Linked DNA regions of Rattus norvegicus: all the other regions are linked to region 1. The links are chromatin contacts, called in public Hi-C maps. All regions are on one chromosome and are shown on one strand. Each heading gives the region's core, a stretch centred on a gene start, on an enhancer-like site or on the middle of the called end of the contact. The rest is flanking DNA. Distances are from core to core; before and after follow the strand shown.

Region 1 (3,647 bases), core at 318-2,817:
AACAAGATTAAGGAAGCTAACGCTACAGCACTAACAGGTTCCTGTGACAAGAGATGGGTGAGAGGGTGTGTGGGGGGTGGGTAGAGGAGGAAAGTAGAAAGGTCAGAATCCTTGAATGCTCTGGGCACTGAGAGATTCTGGGGGGTCCCATCTCCTAACTACAGTGTCTGGAAGCTGCTTTTTGAAGTGGGCACAGTGCTTATGGAACATTAAAACCCGAGTTCTCCATACAGATTTTGGTTCAGGGAACAAGACCGAGTGTATGCGAATTTGAGGACGATCCTTGCTTTCGTTATGAGGCTGGGGTATTGGGAGGCAGCAGAAGGAATAAGATGTGCCTATTAGGTTTTACTGCCCCGGTGGGAGGTGCACCCTTGCCCTGACGTCAGTTAGCAGGTGAGAGCTGCCTTCAAATCATGCCTCAGTCTTGAAGAACAATCTGGAAGTCCTTCCTCTAATGTCTGCCTGCTCTCCAAGGACTCTGAAGAAGGTGGGTGCTGAATTTTGTGTTGGAGAGGGGCAGATGAGGAGGACGGGATGGAAGGTCCTCGAAGGTCCTCTGAATATACACGGGTGCAGAAGGTAACCCTACACACCTGCTCAAGCACTCGCCCTCGCCCAAACACTTCCTTTGCCCCTGGGGCCTCAGCAGAGCAAGCAGGAGGCGGGTTGTAAGGATGATTGTAGGAAGGGAGAGGAATTTTCCACTAACAGCAACAACAATAGAAACTGCTTCTCTTAAAGACACAACACGCAGTTTGCCAAGTGCCTTCCTTCACACCTGTGATCTCTGGATTCCAGAGGTGCTGGCCAGACCCAAGTTTGATCTACCCCCCCTCCCCCAAGCTCAAGTAGGCACGGGTCCACTGCAATGTCCTAACCTTTACTAAACTGTGTGCTGTCCCCACCCCAGAGTCCCAGGAAGCCCTTATCTTTGTCCTGGGCAGTCCCAACTGAGTAATCCTCAGGACTAGTAAGTCCACCAAACAGAGGCACAGCAGAAGCGTGCTCACGAAGCCCTGCCTTCTCCAAAGTTCTAGGGAGCCACACACTTAAGTCTCCCCAGGGCTTCTCCTAGGGAGCATAGTAGGAGCCTTATGGGTTGGCTGTTCAAGGAGTTTAACCTGTACCCTGTATTTCACACTCACTCTATATGTGGCGACAAGTGGGTAGCTCGATGACCTCAAGACTCCTGGGAAGCCTTTCATAAAGTTAGAAAGGAGAGTGTGCAACTATGCCAATTTCCCACCCAACGAGGGGACTTAGACCTAGGCCACGGGGTGGGGGGGTCGAGGGGAGGGCGCTGACACACAAGAGATTACTTCTGCTGCAGGAGGCACCTGTGCTCAATTTGTTTAACGTCCGCCAAGCCCTAGCGCCACCTCTCCTCTTTCTCAGTCCTATCCGGCCTGCGATCTCCCAGGCCTCCCTTCCCCGCCGCAGGAACCACTTACCCCTGCTTCGGTCCATGGCTCCGGCACGGATCCTGGAGCACTCAGCCCAGAGCGCAGCGGCTGCCGCACCAGGCGGCGTGCGCTCTCCCGGGCTGCCGGGGCGGCTAGCTCGTCCCCTCCCCCAGACAGGATGCTCGCAGGACGCCCCCGCCCCGCCCTGCGCGCTCCCGGAATAGACCCGAGCACGCCTCGCCCCCTGCGAGTGTCTCGGTCCCCGCACTGGCCAACGCCACGCCCTGCTTTCCCTCGCCCTCCTGCTGGGCTAGCAGGGACAGCCTCACAGCTCACACGCTTGGGTTCGGTGCCTACGTGGTCGACCTGCCTGGACCACTCAATTTTGCTTACCCTCCGCTAAAGACAGGGAAGCGAACCACTCACTCCCCTGTGGGTACTGCCTTGCATTCCTTCCAAGGACTCAGCCTGGCCCACCTTTTTGGCTTTGAGTTTATCGTGTCCACTCCCAAAGTTCTTTCCTGAGCCAGGCTGGTAAAACGACAACAAAGGATTGAGAAATATTAAACAAAGATCTTAAATTGCTAAAAAGACAGGTGGTGGATGGGGCCCCATGTCAGCTTTCCAAGTTCCTAAATGTACTAAACTGTGAAGAGATACCAAAACAGTGTGATAAACACCGCAGAAGGCAACAGTTTTAGCACTGGGAAATATAATGCGGTGCACACCTCCGAAGATAATTATGGGATGCAGAAAATGTATTGCTACAGCCCAGCCGAGAGATTTAGTATGGGTGTCAGCTTTTAAAATTACTGGTAGGGTAGGACTGTGGTCGGCCTGAGAGGCCTGAGTTTGAGTCTGTAAGTGCCATTCAAGGCCAATGCTCAGACACACTTCTCCAACTGTGGGCCTTACCCTGTATTCAGTTTTGATTGAGGGATACATTGTAGCATATCTAATGTTTGGAACGTCTGCAAAGACACTGAGGCAAGAATGGGCATCTTGTATTTTCTTCACCTCGAAGTATTTCCTCCCGAGTTTTTACCTGCAGGAAATTAACATTACCTGGGGCAAAATGACCCCTGTAGTTTGTTCTGTGCGTTTGAATGTAGAGGGCTTAGAGAGAACATTGGTGCGGTTAAAAAATAAGTAAAAAATTTTTTCCGAGTCTTTCCTTCCTACTCAGTAGGAGCTGCATGTAATGTCCCACCTTCGAAGCCTGTCTGCTCATCTGTGCTGAGGGAGAGACCTCGGACTGACCTCACGGAGCTGTTGGCAAGGCATGTGAAAGGATACTACAGACCCACTTTACAAACCATAAATAGCTATGAAGATGTGAGCCATTGTGAGCTTCCAAGTTCCTCTTTGTCCCTGCCCTCTTTTCCAATTTGAAAAGGTCATGTTCAATTCTAAAGCAGCTAATCCACAATTGCAAGTGGATTCAGCTTCCTAAGTCCACTGCTTGAACTCTGGAACTTGGAAGCCATCAGAACATTCTGAGTTCCTAGGCTAGCTTACTAAATCACCATTTTACCCAGAATGCTTTGCAGCACTGAGCATAGAACCCAGGGCCTTCTTCAGGCAAGGCAAGCATTCTACCATAGATCATCACCCCAAGTTTTTTTCCTTCCTTCCTCCCTCCCTCCCTCTCTCCCTCTCTCCCTCCCTCCCTCTCTCCCTCCCTCCATCTCTTCCTTCTTTTCCTTTTGAGACAGGTTTTCCTAAGTAGCTCAGGCTAGCCTCCAACTCACTCACCTCTTGCCTTCTGCTCCAGAGGTTTGGATATAGTGACAGTCGACCATGTCCTCTGATGAAATCATTTTCAAATGACAGAAGAAAATACTACCATTGTCAAATAGATGGAGGCTTTGGTAGACATTTTTAAACTTTAAAGGACCTTGAAGTTTGTATTCAGATAATTATAGCGAGGAGCTAACGAGAATTTACGTGTTTCTGTGGGATGACGGGTACAGTAACTTTAACTGAACTATGGCCTAGAAAATGTATAAAAATGGGAGTGAACGGGGTTGGGGATTTAGCTCAGTGGTAGAGCGCTTGCCTAGGAAGCGCAAGGCCCTTGGTTCGGTCTCCAGCTCCGAAAAAAAGAACCAAAAAAAAAAAAAAAAAATGGGAGTGAACACAATCTATGTACAGCTCTAAGGATTAATAAAGTTAATTATGTGGGAGGTACAGCGGCTCTGGCTTACCCCACAACCTCCACCAAGTGGAAATGTTGGCCAA
Region 2 (3,647 bases), core at 315-2,814, 230 kb before region 1:
TTTTAATGACACAAATGTAAGAAGATAAGAATCTCAATAAAATACATGAAATTAGATTGGTTGCAGAAGAACCAAGCACTGTTCCTCTATAATTCTGTGGAACACTTTGCTAGACTTGCACCTATCTAAATGCACACCTTTGAAAATCACCCAGTTTAGTTCTCTAGTGCTCTCACTACTGCACCAACACAGCATTTTTCATCCTCCATCAAGATGTGGTGTGTGTGTGTGTGTGTGTGTGTGTGTGTGTCACGTATGCTTTGCCAACCCTAGTTCACTTATCCTTCAGAACTACTTGTTAAGCCCTAGACAGTCTCTACTTCTAACTACTGTACCAGTGTTCAAAGTTGTATTTAAGACTTTTTTTTTTCATTTTTCCTAGGTCTGGAGTGATGGCTCAGTGGTTTAGAGAACTTAACTACTCTTACAGAAGACCTGGAGACCAGTTGTTACCTGCATCAGGTACCTCTCAAGCACCGGTGATTCCAGTTCATGCAGTCCAGTTCCCTCTTGCATCCATGTATGTGATGCACAAAAACTCATACACACACACACACACACACACACACACACAAATAAAAATACACCATTTTTTCCATTTTAATGTTTATTTTAGCATTGACTTAAAAAAGTTTTACAGGCTATACTCATGTTTCATAGTGCCCGAGGGAGCTTTTGTAAACCTTAATTTTCAGTAAAATTTTGTACTTGAAAATAAAGACAAGTCCCGTTTTATCAGTTTTTAATAAAAAATTACCTTGTTTTAAACGATGTCGGTTTTATTTTGTAATATTCATTTGTACCTTTTGCACTAATAATGTACTTCTCGACATGATCCAAGACGAAACTGCTTCTTTGAAGGATAAGTATAGCAAATTTTATTATGCGCAAATTTATTGTCAAGTTTTTCTGTTCATAACGCTAGTGATAATGAAGTTTCTATTAGAATTGCTCCTTTCAGATCAAGTGTATTCAAAGGAATACGAACAGACACAGGGTGAGACTAATACCAGGTTCTTCATGTTCCCTTAAAAAATGGGGGAAGGGGAATTAGCGACATTTCACGGAGCCCTGAACCCTTAATTACTAATAATCAGTAGGAATCTGCCACTTCCTAAACCCAGCTCGCCCGGCGCAGCTTTTCTCATCAGAGGCCACAACCTATTTCGACACACTGTGCAGGAAAAGGACGGCTCCAGAGTGACCTGAAAAAGGATCAAAGGCTATAAACCGCTTCAAACGCGGAAAAAAGATCACTCAACTCCCAAGGAGACCAGAAGCTTTCATTGGCCACATTTGAAAAGAAGGTGACTCCCTAACGCGCTCGCCTGACGCATAGCAAGACACTGCCCTCGGGGTCCAAAGTGATTAACAGGTAGCAAGAGTAGAGCCCCGGACGGCCGGAAGTGGAAGTGAGCCCGGGCGGGGAAGAGCACAGGCTACACCAGACCTGCGCAGCCCGCAGGCATCTCAGTGCGCAGGCGCACCTGGGCGTGGCTGGGTGACGCTAGGAGCGTGGGTTGCGACTCTCGCGGATCCGGTTCCGCCCTCCCTCTCTCAGCCCACCCTACCGAAAGAGCGCCCGAGATCCCTTTCCCAGAGTGCTCCGCGCCGTGAAGAAGCGGCTCCCGGGGACTGGGGGCATTTTGTGTTGGCTGGAGCTGGAGTAACAAGATGGCGGCATCGGCGGAGTGACGGGTTCCCTCCGGGCCGGAGCCGGCGGCAGTGGTGGCAGCGGTACTGCCGCCCTAATTCACCGCGCCCCTTCCCCAGCCCGCGACGTCGCCGCGAACAAGAAACAGCGGCGGCCGCCCAAATAGCAAGTGGCCGAGCTTCAGCAGCCGCGACCACCCTTAACTAACTGCGGCCAGGCCCTCAGCGAGCGGCGGCGATCCGGCTTCTCTCAGCCGCCTTTGCGCCCTGAAACGCCAACAAAGCCTTGGTTTTAGGTTGCCTGCCGCGCTCCTCAGATCTGCCGGGTGGAACAGCCCCGGAGGCTTCCATCCTCTTCCAGAGGTGTCGGGGCTTGGCCCCCGCCTCCATCTTCGCGTCTCAGGATGGCGAGCAGCAGCGGCTCCAAGGCCGAATTTATCGTCGGTGGGAAATACAAACTGGTGCGGAAGATCGGATCTGGTTCCTTCGGGGACATTTATCTAGCGATCAACATCACCAATGGCGAGGTAATCACCCGGTTCTGGGGGAACGTTAACGCTGGGCTTTTTTTCACCCCCAACCCCCCTAAGTACTCCAAACCTTCCCACTGCACGCACGCACGCACGCACTAGGGAGTCCAGAGCGAGCCAGTTTTCCTGGCTTAGCAGCCTCCCCCACTATTTCCCTAAAAAGGAAAAACCCGATAGAAAGGGAGGGTAAGCTCTGAGGTTTCCCACCTTGTTCAAAGTATTTCATTTTAACCGTTATTTAAGAGGAGAAGGGCGAAGTCGTGTATGATCGCCATGGTTTTCTTTGTATTTCTCAAATTTAATCTGGGGTTCTTGTTCCAGTTAGAACAGTTTCCTTTTAAAAGTCTCGCCTTACGTTCCAAGGTTGCCTGTTTTCTGGATGACTCCTTTTGTTTCACTCACTTTAGATTTAGAGGACATGCCCGTCTCTTCACGTCCTCATAGTGGCAACTGGAAGCAAGCATTGCTAACATTTCTCGTTTCCCAAGTGAGTTTGAATCCGTAGGGATTTTGATACCATCGTCCCCTTTCCTCTGCAGGAAGTGGCAGTGAAACTAGAATCCCAGAAGGCCAGGCATCCCCAGTTGCTGTACGAGAGCAAACTGTATAAGATTCTTCAAGGTGGGGTTGGCATCCCTCACATACGGTAAGAACCTTGAGCACGTAGTCGATCGCTGGGAATTGCGAAATGGTGAAAGGGGTTGAGGCTGGTAATTGGACGCGATGAATCGGTCTTGGTACTGCGTCCTCCAGATTCCATAGTTAACCGTAATCGTTGAGTAATTTTTAGTTCTCCAACTTAGTTGAAATTTTGTTGTACTGCTGCATTCAGCTTCTGTCATTTTTCCGCTTCCTGAGGCTTTCGTTTGCAGTTAACTGTGCGGGTCGTCTTTGGTCCCTACGCGGAAGGGTTGGCTTTTTGTTATTTTTAAGGAGGTACCTTTGGTGTTCACACGTTTGTCCCCTGAAGTGTGTCCCCTGAAGGTGTGGATGTGCGTGAGTTTGGTCTACTGGGGTTGCTATCGGAGCTGGTTTGGGAAATGGCTGCTCTTTTGTTGTGTTTTTGTTCCAACATGTCTTCCTCCGCTTAGAAAATGGCGGAGCGACGTGACTCAACCCCCATATTCCTGCCTTTTTCTTAGCTTGGAACCACAAAATAAGCTTCCTTTAGCAGCCTTAACCCTGAAAAGCCGAGAATTGAGTTTCATAAGGCCATGAGAATCTGGGAAGGAAATGACATGACAGTATGTGATCTCTGCAGCAGATGCAACATAAACTTGGGACATTTTTACTCGTGTAAAATTCTTACTATCCCTGTCCAATGCACTCATTGCTTTCTGCTTCTGTGAATGGCAATGTTTGATATGTTTCAGTTCCTACAAACTTTATGTGTAATTGCAAAGGCAGCTTTGAACAGCACCAACTGTTGAAATCTGCTGGTCAGCTGAATAAAAGAAAGCTTCG
Region 3 (3,647 bases), core at 759-3,258, 150 kb before region 1:
TTTTCGGGGCTGGGGACTGAACCCAGGACCTTCTGCTTCCTAGGTAAGGGCTCTACCACTGAGCCAAATCCCCAACCCTCCTCCTCCTTCTAAGACAGCGTTTCTCTGTGTAGCCCTGGCTGTCCTGGAACTCCCTCTATAGACCAGGCTAGCCTCAAACTCAGAGATCTACCTGCCTCTGCTTCCCAAGTGCTGGAATTAAAAGTTGTGGGTCACCACCACCTGGTTCTAAAATTTTTAATAGGTTCTTCATGATAGCCAGTCACCCATTTTAATTTCATTATCTGTTTCTCACTAATGTGATCCCTACTTTTTTTTTTTCTTTCTTTTTTTTTTCTTTGGAGCTGGGGACTGAACCCAGGGCCTTGCGCTTGTTAGGCAAGCGCTCTACCGCTGAGCTAAATCCCCAACCCGATCCCTACTTTTGATGTTTGCTTTGGAATTCTCTTTTAGTTGGTTTCCTTGAGTTTAGGTACTTCAATGTCCTTAGTGGGTTTTTGTTGTTGTTGTTGGTTGGTTGGTTGTTTTTTGTTTTGTTTGTTTGTTTGCTTTATTTCATGTTTTCATACAAACAGGCAAAATACCCATACACATAAAAAGAAAAATTAAAAATTTGGGGGCACAAACTCCCCCTCACCCCAGAGTCTGAGTTCAAGTGGGGCTGGAGAGGTTGCTTAGTAGTTAATAACGCTGGTTGCTCTTGTAGAGGACCCAGATTCAGTTCTTGCCACCCACATGGCAGCTCAGAAAGGTCATTGTGACCCCAGATCCAGGCCACCCAACACCCTCCTTTGACTCCCATGGGCTCCAGAATGTAAGTGGTGGACATTTATACACCAAGGCACTCACACATATACAACAAACAAACAAACAAAGGAACAAACAAACAAACAAACAAATGAATACATCTTTTTTTTTTAAAGCAGCAAACCCAAACTTACCTCAGGGCTAATTTCTATGAGGGGTCAGTAAGTCGTAAGAACAATGGATTCAGGACAAATACTGTTTAACCCCTCTGAGGCTTTTTAACACCTGATGACAATGGGCAAATTGGGCCACAGGCAAAAAGAAAATTTTGTTTTGTTTGGATTGTTCAGGTGTGTTTGTTTGTTTGTTTGTTTGTTTGTTTGAAGTCAGGATCTCTCTATGTAGCCTTGCTTGTCCTAGAACTCATTCTATAGATCGGACTGGCTAAGTCACACAGAGATCCGCCTGTTTCTGCCTCCCGGATGTTGAGATGAAGAGTGTACACCTCCATGACTGGTGGAAAGTACATTTTAAAATGCAAAGTCTTGCTTTCTCTCGGGCCCGTGGCGCCGGCAAGATGGGTAAGTGTCGTGGTCTCCGTACTGCCCGGAAGCTCCGCAGTCACCGACGGGACGAGAAGTGGCATGATAAACAGTACAAGAAAGCCCACTTGGGCACAGCCCTGAAGGCCAATCCGTTTGGGGGGGTGCCTCTCACGCAAAGGGAATTGTGCTGGAAAAAGTAGGGGCTGAAGCCAAACAGCCAAATTCTGCCATCCGGAAGTGTGTCAGGGTGCAGCTCATTAAGCACGGCAAGAAGATCACAGCGTTCGTGCCCAATGACTGTTGCTTGAACTTCATTGAGGAAAATGATGAAGTTCTGGTTGCTGGATTTGGTCGCAAAGGCCATGCCGTGGGTGATATTCCTGGAGTCCGCTTTAAGGTGGTTAAAGTAGCCAATGTGTCTCTTTTGGCTCTGTACAAAGGCAAGAAGGAAAGGCCAAGATCATAAAATTTTGACAATGGAAACAGAATAATAAATTTTCATATCCAGAAAAAAAATGCAAAGTCTTCGACAAAAGCAATACACGCCGCCGGCCAATGATGACATTATGATTAAGTACTAGAGAATAAGGAAGCCTGTCTTCCCAGGATGGGCCACAAGAGGGCGCCCTATGCCCCAGCCTGAGTCACCACCCCTTTACCCCGTTCCAGGAGAACCCGCCCTTCCTTTCTGTAAGTAACTCTAGGCTCTCCATCTGGGAAGAGCAAGGGTTTGGGACACCGTTCTCCCTGTTTCCTTCCTTCCCAGAACAGAAGCCTGTGTCATGGTACTTAGACATGCCGTGAAATTGTTCCGGTTTTAGACATCAGTTGAGGCGTGGTCTCAGCTACACCAGTCTAAGGAAGAGTCCTGATAAATGCAAGCTGGAATCGCTTTACAGTAGGATTTCTCTGTCTGCTCCTGAACAGTGAGTGTGCCGGCACCAGGCACACTGTGCACACAGAAGGCTTTGAGTGATGCCAAGGCGAATATAGATTCCCCAAACAAGTGGGGAACGGTGGTGCATACCTTTAATCCCCAGCATTTGAGGCGGAGGCCGGCAGATCTTTGTGAGTTCGAGACCACTGAGACAGCCAGGGCTATGTAGAGAAAACCTGTCTTACCACCACCCGCTCCCGAGAAAAACCTACGCAATTACCTACCACCTTTGAGGGTGGTCCTCCTCCTCCTCCTCCTCCTCCTCCTCCTCCTCCCCCTCCTCCTCCTCCCCTCCCCTCCTCCTCCATTTGTTTGTTTGTTTGTTTGTTTAATGTGAGTGCACTGTTGCTCTCTTCAGACACACCAGAAGAGGGCATAGGATCCCATTAGAGATGGTCGTGAGCCACCATGTGGTTGCTGGGAATTGAACTCAGGACCATCTGGAAGAGCAGTCAGCGCTCTTAACCGCTGAGCCACCTCTCCAGCCCTTCCCGTTCTTGTGCACCCCTCTCCTTGGGGACCCTGTGACTGTGACCTGCTGGCAGCTAGCTGGTTGGTATCAGCTCCACTAGGATGTCAAATGGAAGCTCTAGAAGGAGGGACAGCAAAGACAAAGCCTGTGGTCCTTGAGAAGGCTGTGGCATCCTGCTGGCTACTGTTTTGAAGCTGAAAAGCACAACAGTTGCAGAGGCACCCTTGGCCCATCTCTCCCACTCCCTGTTTGGCACTCAGGTGACTGGGATGATTCTGGAGCCTCGGACCCCTCTTCAGGGCTTGTTCTGGGGCAGTGAGGTGTAGGTGGCCCTTGGCTCCTGGGGATGGCCATGTAAGAGGGCTTGTTTCGTCTAAATACAGTAGCTTGGGAGGTCATGTGAGGCATGTGACTGTTTCCGATTGGGTTGGGTTTTTTCCAAGACAGGCTTTCTGTTCGTCACTATGTAAACGAGGCTGGCCTCAAACTCACAGAATTCCTCCTGCCTCTGCCTCCAGAGTACTGGCATTAAAGGCATATGCCACCGCTGACTGGCCATGTGACTGCTTTAAGTCCCGGCATCTAGTGTGGTGGGTATGTACCTCAGCCCTTGGGTTTAGTCATACTTTATTTATGTGTATATTTGTGTTCAGGTGCCCGACGAAGCCAGTAGAGAGTGTAGGATCTCCTGAAGCCACATCCTTGGAGTTACAAGTAGTTGCAAACCTCTCAACATGGGTTCTAGGAACTGAACCCAGGCCCTCTAGAAGGACATCAAGTGGTCTTAACCACTGAGCCCTCTCTGCAGTCCAACCCAGGGCCCTCGGAGGCTGAGGCGAAACAAGTTCAATGACTACGTAAGAGGGTCCATTTTGTCTAAATACAGTAGTTTTGGGGATCATGCAGCCTGGGCTGAATGGGTGAGACCCTATCTCAAAAAAAAAAA
Region 4 (3,647 bases), core at 545-3,044, 130 kb after region 1:
CCTCTATCAGTTACTGGGAAAGACTCCCATAAACAAAAATTCCCCTAGATAGAGTAAGGAATGGCAGGCAATCCACACCTTAATTTTTCGAAGGACACAGATGCAAACATATGGCCCTCCGGTGACAGGGTTGACAGGGCTTGCCCCACCCCCTCCCCAAGTCTGGTACGAAGCCAGAATATCATTTCAGACTGTCAGCTATGAGGGAAAAAAATTCTTTGGCTATAAGAGGGGAAGGGAGTCAAGCCTCACTCGCTTGCTTAGCATAGCTATGTGATACACAAAGGAAGACAGCAGAGACGAGACGTGAGTCACGCAAATACGTAGTAAATAAATACATTTCGTTTCCATCCCAGCGGCTCTGCAGTTTCTCTCTGTGCCAAGGCCTTGAAATGGAGGGAGGGTCAGGAACTAGCGGGGCTAGCCTGGACCTCGTCTCACTCAGGTGCTGAACCCCCCCTCACCCCGCCCTTACTGCCAAGCTCTAGCATTTGTAGAAAGACCTTGTCAGTTCTTGATCAGAAAGGTCTCTGATTTATCCCTCCAGATCTCATAGCTGAGCAATCTGAGATGTAGAGTTGGGACTAAGCCCAAAAGTCAGAACCCCCAACTGGGAATGCTTGCAGGGAGCCTCTGCTTCCACCGTCGGATTTGGTACCGAGATGACCCCAGCCAGCAAGTTGAAAACAGAGCCAGACAGTGCCAGTTGAACACAATCATGCCCTCCTAGGGTAATGCCTGGGTCACATTAACCCAACCAGGGCCTTCCTGGGTTGCTTGAGTGCATTTCATGATATCCAGGGCCCTAAGTGTCCGGGCCAGGCTCTGCAGGGCAGTTACTGCCAAAGCTGTTGCTCAGAGGGTTTGCCACTTCCTCTCATTCTCCTGTAGGCTAAGCAGCCTCCAGGTCGGTAGGGAACCAGCCTGGACCACTGAGGGAACAGGAGCTGGATCTTCCTCAGGACCTAAAGGTGGCTTCATGAGGATTTGTTTATCAAATTGCTCTTTGCCATCCAAGGTCCGCCCAGGTCCGCCCACGGCCTCTCTGCTCTTCCCGGGACAAGCAGGGCCTCCGTGGATTTACAGATGTGGGCATGGAGGTCTCCTGGGAGCCCCCCACAGTCAGACAATGGCCACACTACTGCTTCTTAGGCCTTTCCAGGCATAGCTAGGAGACAGCAGTTTTCCCGACAGAGGCAACTGGCGCTGCCGATTAAACATTAGCAAAATCATCAGGAAAAGGCAGACCTCAAAGCTCTCCCTGTGCCAGGGAGCTCCGAAAGCACCCGAAGAAGAAGGAGTCAGGTGTCCCCGCGGATACCGGCTTCCTTCCTCTTTCCAGGCAGCCCGGGCGCAGGCTCCTGAACCTCCCGCCCCCACCCCTGTTCCCATGGCAAAGGAGAGGAGGATCCACTTACTGCTCGTGTTCATGGTGATGCCTTTGCTCTGGGTCGTTCATTCAAAACGGAGGCCCGGGTTGCTTTTTAAATCTTGTGTTCTTCTCCTGGCCTCACTCATCACCTAAGGGTGAAAAGGCAGAGCAGGGCCAGCTGTGTATCCTCAGGTGCGCTCTCCCCCTGCTGGCCCCTCTCCGTCTGGGCTGGAGCCGCTGGCCTTTAAGGCGAGTGGACGAACAGGGCAGGTGAACAGAGAGGAGGGGCAGGCGAGGAGGACTCAGGTGCTTCGTCCTCAGCACCTGGGACCCGAACCCCGGGCAGTAGCGAGGCTGGCAGCGCCGGCTCGTGCGCACCCCGCGTTATCCCAGCCGGCAGGCTGCGGAGCCCGAAGGGGGTGTGGACCACAGGGAGGCAGGGCGGAGGCAGCGCGTCCCCGCCCGGCCTCGGGAGCAGCGACCCGCCCCGGGACCCACCTCTTGTCCAGTTTTGGGAGCCAGAGGCCCCTGCCCCGGCCCCTGCAAGTGGCTCATGAATCCCGCTGGTCGTCTGGGGTCTGGGATGCCAGGGCGAGCCAGGCGAAACCTGAGAGCTCGCCATCCATGATGTGGGCTCGCAGCTTGGCAGCTCGGGGGGCGCGGCCGCTCGCTGCTGCCACCTGCTGGACGCGCCGGCGCGTGTCTGAGGCTCCGCCCTGCAGGGCATTCTGCCTGAGTGCTGGGGTGGTGGGAAGAAAAAAAAAAAAAAAACACCAACTCCACCCCCTCCCCTAAAAAAAAAAAAACGGGACCCTGATGTCCTGAGGGCAGTAGTACGGGCGGGTGGGGTGGGGGTGAACCTGGGACCTAGGGGGTGAGCCGATATAAGGAAGGAAAGAGGAAAGTTATCACTTAGAAGGAGAGACTGGATTTGCTGGAGTTTGAGCTCCCAACTCAGCCCAGGGCTGACAAGCTGGGTGCAGTTTAGCTTTGAGCAGGTTCCTACTGAACTGGATCCTGAGGTAGCTGTGTCAGTAAATAAGACAGATGCTCAGGATGCCGTTTTCCTTTCAGCTCGTGTCCCCGTTCCCCTACTTACTCTCTTGATTTCTGGGATCACTAGATTAATTTGCTCTGACAGCCTACCTCCCCTGTCGCACAAGCAACGTTCACTGTATGACAAAAAAAGGGTCTTTTCAGTAGACCTCCTCCATCAGGGCCTGGCACAGTAGGTATCAGTATTTGTCGGAAAAAAAATGACCCTTGTGTTATGTGACCCTAATATACCCCAACCCTAATTGTGGGAGGTCTAAGCATCTTCACCCTGTTGCTCTCTCCCATCTGAGGAAGGCAGCAGGTACATAGCCTCATGATGCTGGGTCACCTCCGCTTTTGTACAGCTAACTTACCTCGAGTTGTTGTTATTGTTATAGCAATTAGTTGTCATGGCTATTTTCTGAATTCTTTGGTGACAACCGGCCAACATAAGGTGGAGGCTCTTCACATTCCTATGACTGCCAACTCTGGCATTTCCTTAGCCTAATTCATGCTTACAAAAATGTAACAAATAACCAGACTAGAGACCGTATATACCATCCTGGTCTATACAGTGACTCCAGAGGGGACATGTGTGAACTCAGAAAACTGAATGTTCATACTCTCGGAGTTCGAAATTCTAGGGCACAGCGTCTTTTTGCAAACCTGACCCCTCTAGGTTAACTAGACATTCTCTGTGAGAACGACTGCACGTACTTGAGTCTGAGGTCTCTGGTTAAGGTGCAGTAGCTGCCTTCTTAACACTGGAGAGAAGACACCTTATGGATAAATGTAAGGTCTGTCCCTGGCGCCGCTGAGACTGTTGCTATGTCCTAAATGCATGGTAGTGGCTGAGGACCCTTTAGATAACTTGAGGTGTCAATGGATTCCACACTCACTCTGCTGGTGTGTCGTGATTGCCTTTCCCTCTGAGGTAGGGTGAAGACCGTTCCAGTCTTCTCGCAGTGGTTCATAGAATCGTTTATGTGTGTAACAAGTTTTCAGATACGTGCAGAAGTACAGATGTCTAGGATCCAGGTTGGTTCCTTTATTAAGCACCAGAAGCATTTAAGATACACCATTGTGCTGAAAAGGGCAGAGGCCCGGAATGTCTTTGAAATCATAGTAAGTGATTAATAACCCTTTAAGTTCTTCTCCCAGATTTCTCTGGAGAGGGCTACAGATTTAGACCGGAATTTCTTATTCAATCCCAAATTATCTTATTAGGTTCTAATTCTTA

The links. A called contact is a pair of places that touch in the nucleus more often than the background predicts.
Region 2: a contact with region 1 is called in a Hi-C map of Schwann cells, with 5 times the contacts expected there. The contact joins the promoter of Csnk1a1 here to the promoter of Afap1l1 in region 1. A contact is called at or near these places in 3 of 12 Hi-C or Micro-C datasets (the A7r5 cell line, Schwann cells and psoas muscle) and 1 of 1 datasets of contacts at active chromatin or transcription factors (oligodendrocytes).
Region 3: a Hi-C map of Schwann cells shows a contact between it and region 1, with 5 times the contacts expected there. The contact joins the enhancer-like site here to the promoter of Afap1l1 in region 1. A contact is called at or near these places in 2 of 12 Hi-C or Micro-C datasets (Schwann cells and frontal cortex).
Region 4: a contact with region 1 is called in a Hi-C map of Schwann cells, with 3 times the contacts expected there. The contact joins the promoter of Ablim3 here to the promoter of Afap1l1 in region 1. A contact is called at or near these places in 8 of 12 Hi-C or Micro-C datasets (the A7r5 cell line, Schwann cells, frontal cortex and 4 more).

What each region holds. Positions count from the first base shown.
Region 1 is chr18:57,512,913-57,516,559 of GRCr8, forward strand. It overlaps Afap1l1 (actin filament associated protein 1-like 1), which reads right to left and starts at 1,568. Exons shown (of 19, transcript NM_001106142.1): 1 at 1,455-1,568. The coding sequence starts at 1,470.
Region 2 is chr18:57,285,848-57,289,494 of GRCr8, forward strand. Csnk1a1 (casein kinase 1, alpha 1) reads left to right here and starts at 1,565. Exons shown (of 10, transcript NM_053615.2): 1 at 1,565-2,180; 2 at 2,723-2,829. The coding sequence starts at 2,058.
Region 3 is chr18:57,364,118-57,367,764 of GRCr8, forward strand. It overlaps the pseudogene Rps23-ps2. Among named protein-coding and RNA genes, the nearest start is that of Mir145, 4.1 kb to the right of the region's middle. Within about 2 kb of position 2,009, at least 19 of the 93 cell types and tissues checked have an H3K27ac peak or open chromatin away from gene starts, as enhancers often do. A contact at or near this core is called in Schwann cells, where this site is marked.
Region 4 is chr18:57,644,916-57,648,562 of GRCr8, forward strand. Ablim3 (actin binding LIM protein family, member 3) reads right to left here and starts at 1,795. Exons shown (of 23, transcript NM_001191698.1): 1 at 1,419-1,795. The coding sequence starts at 1,431.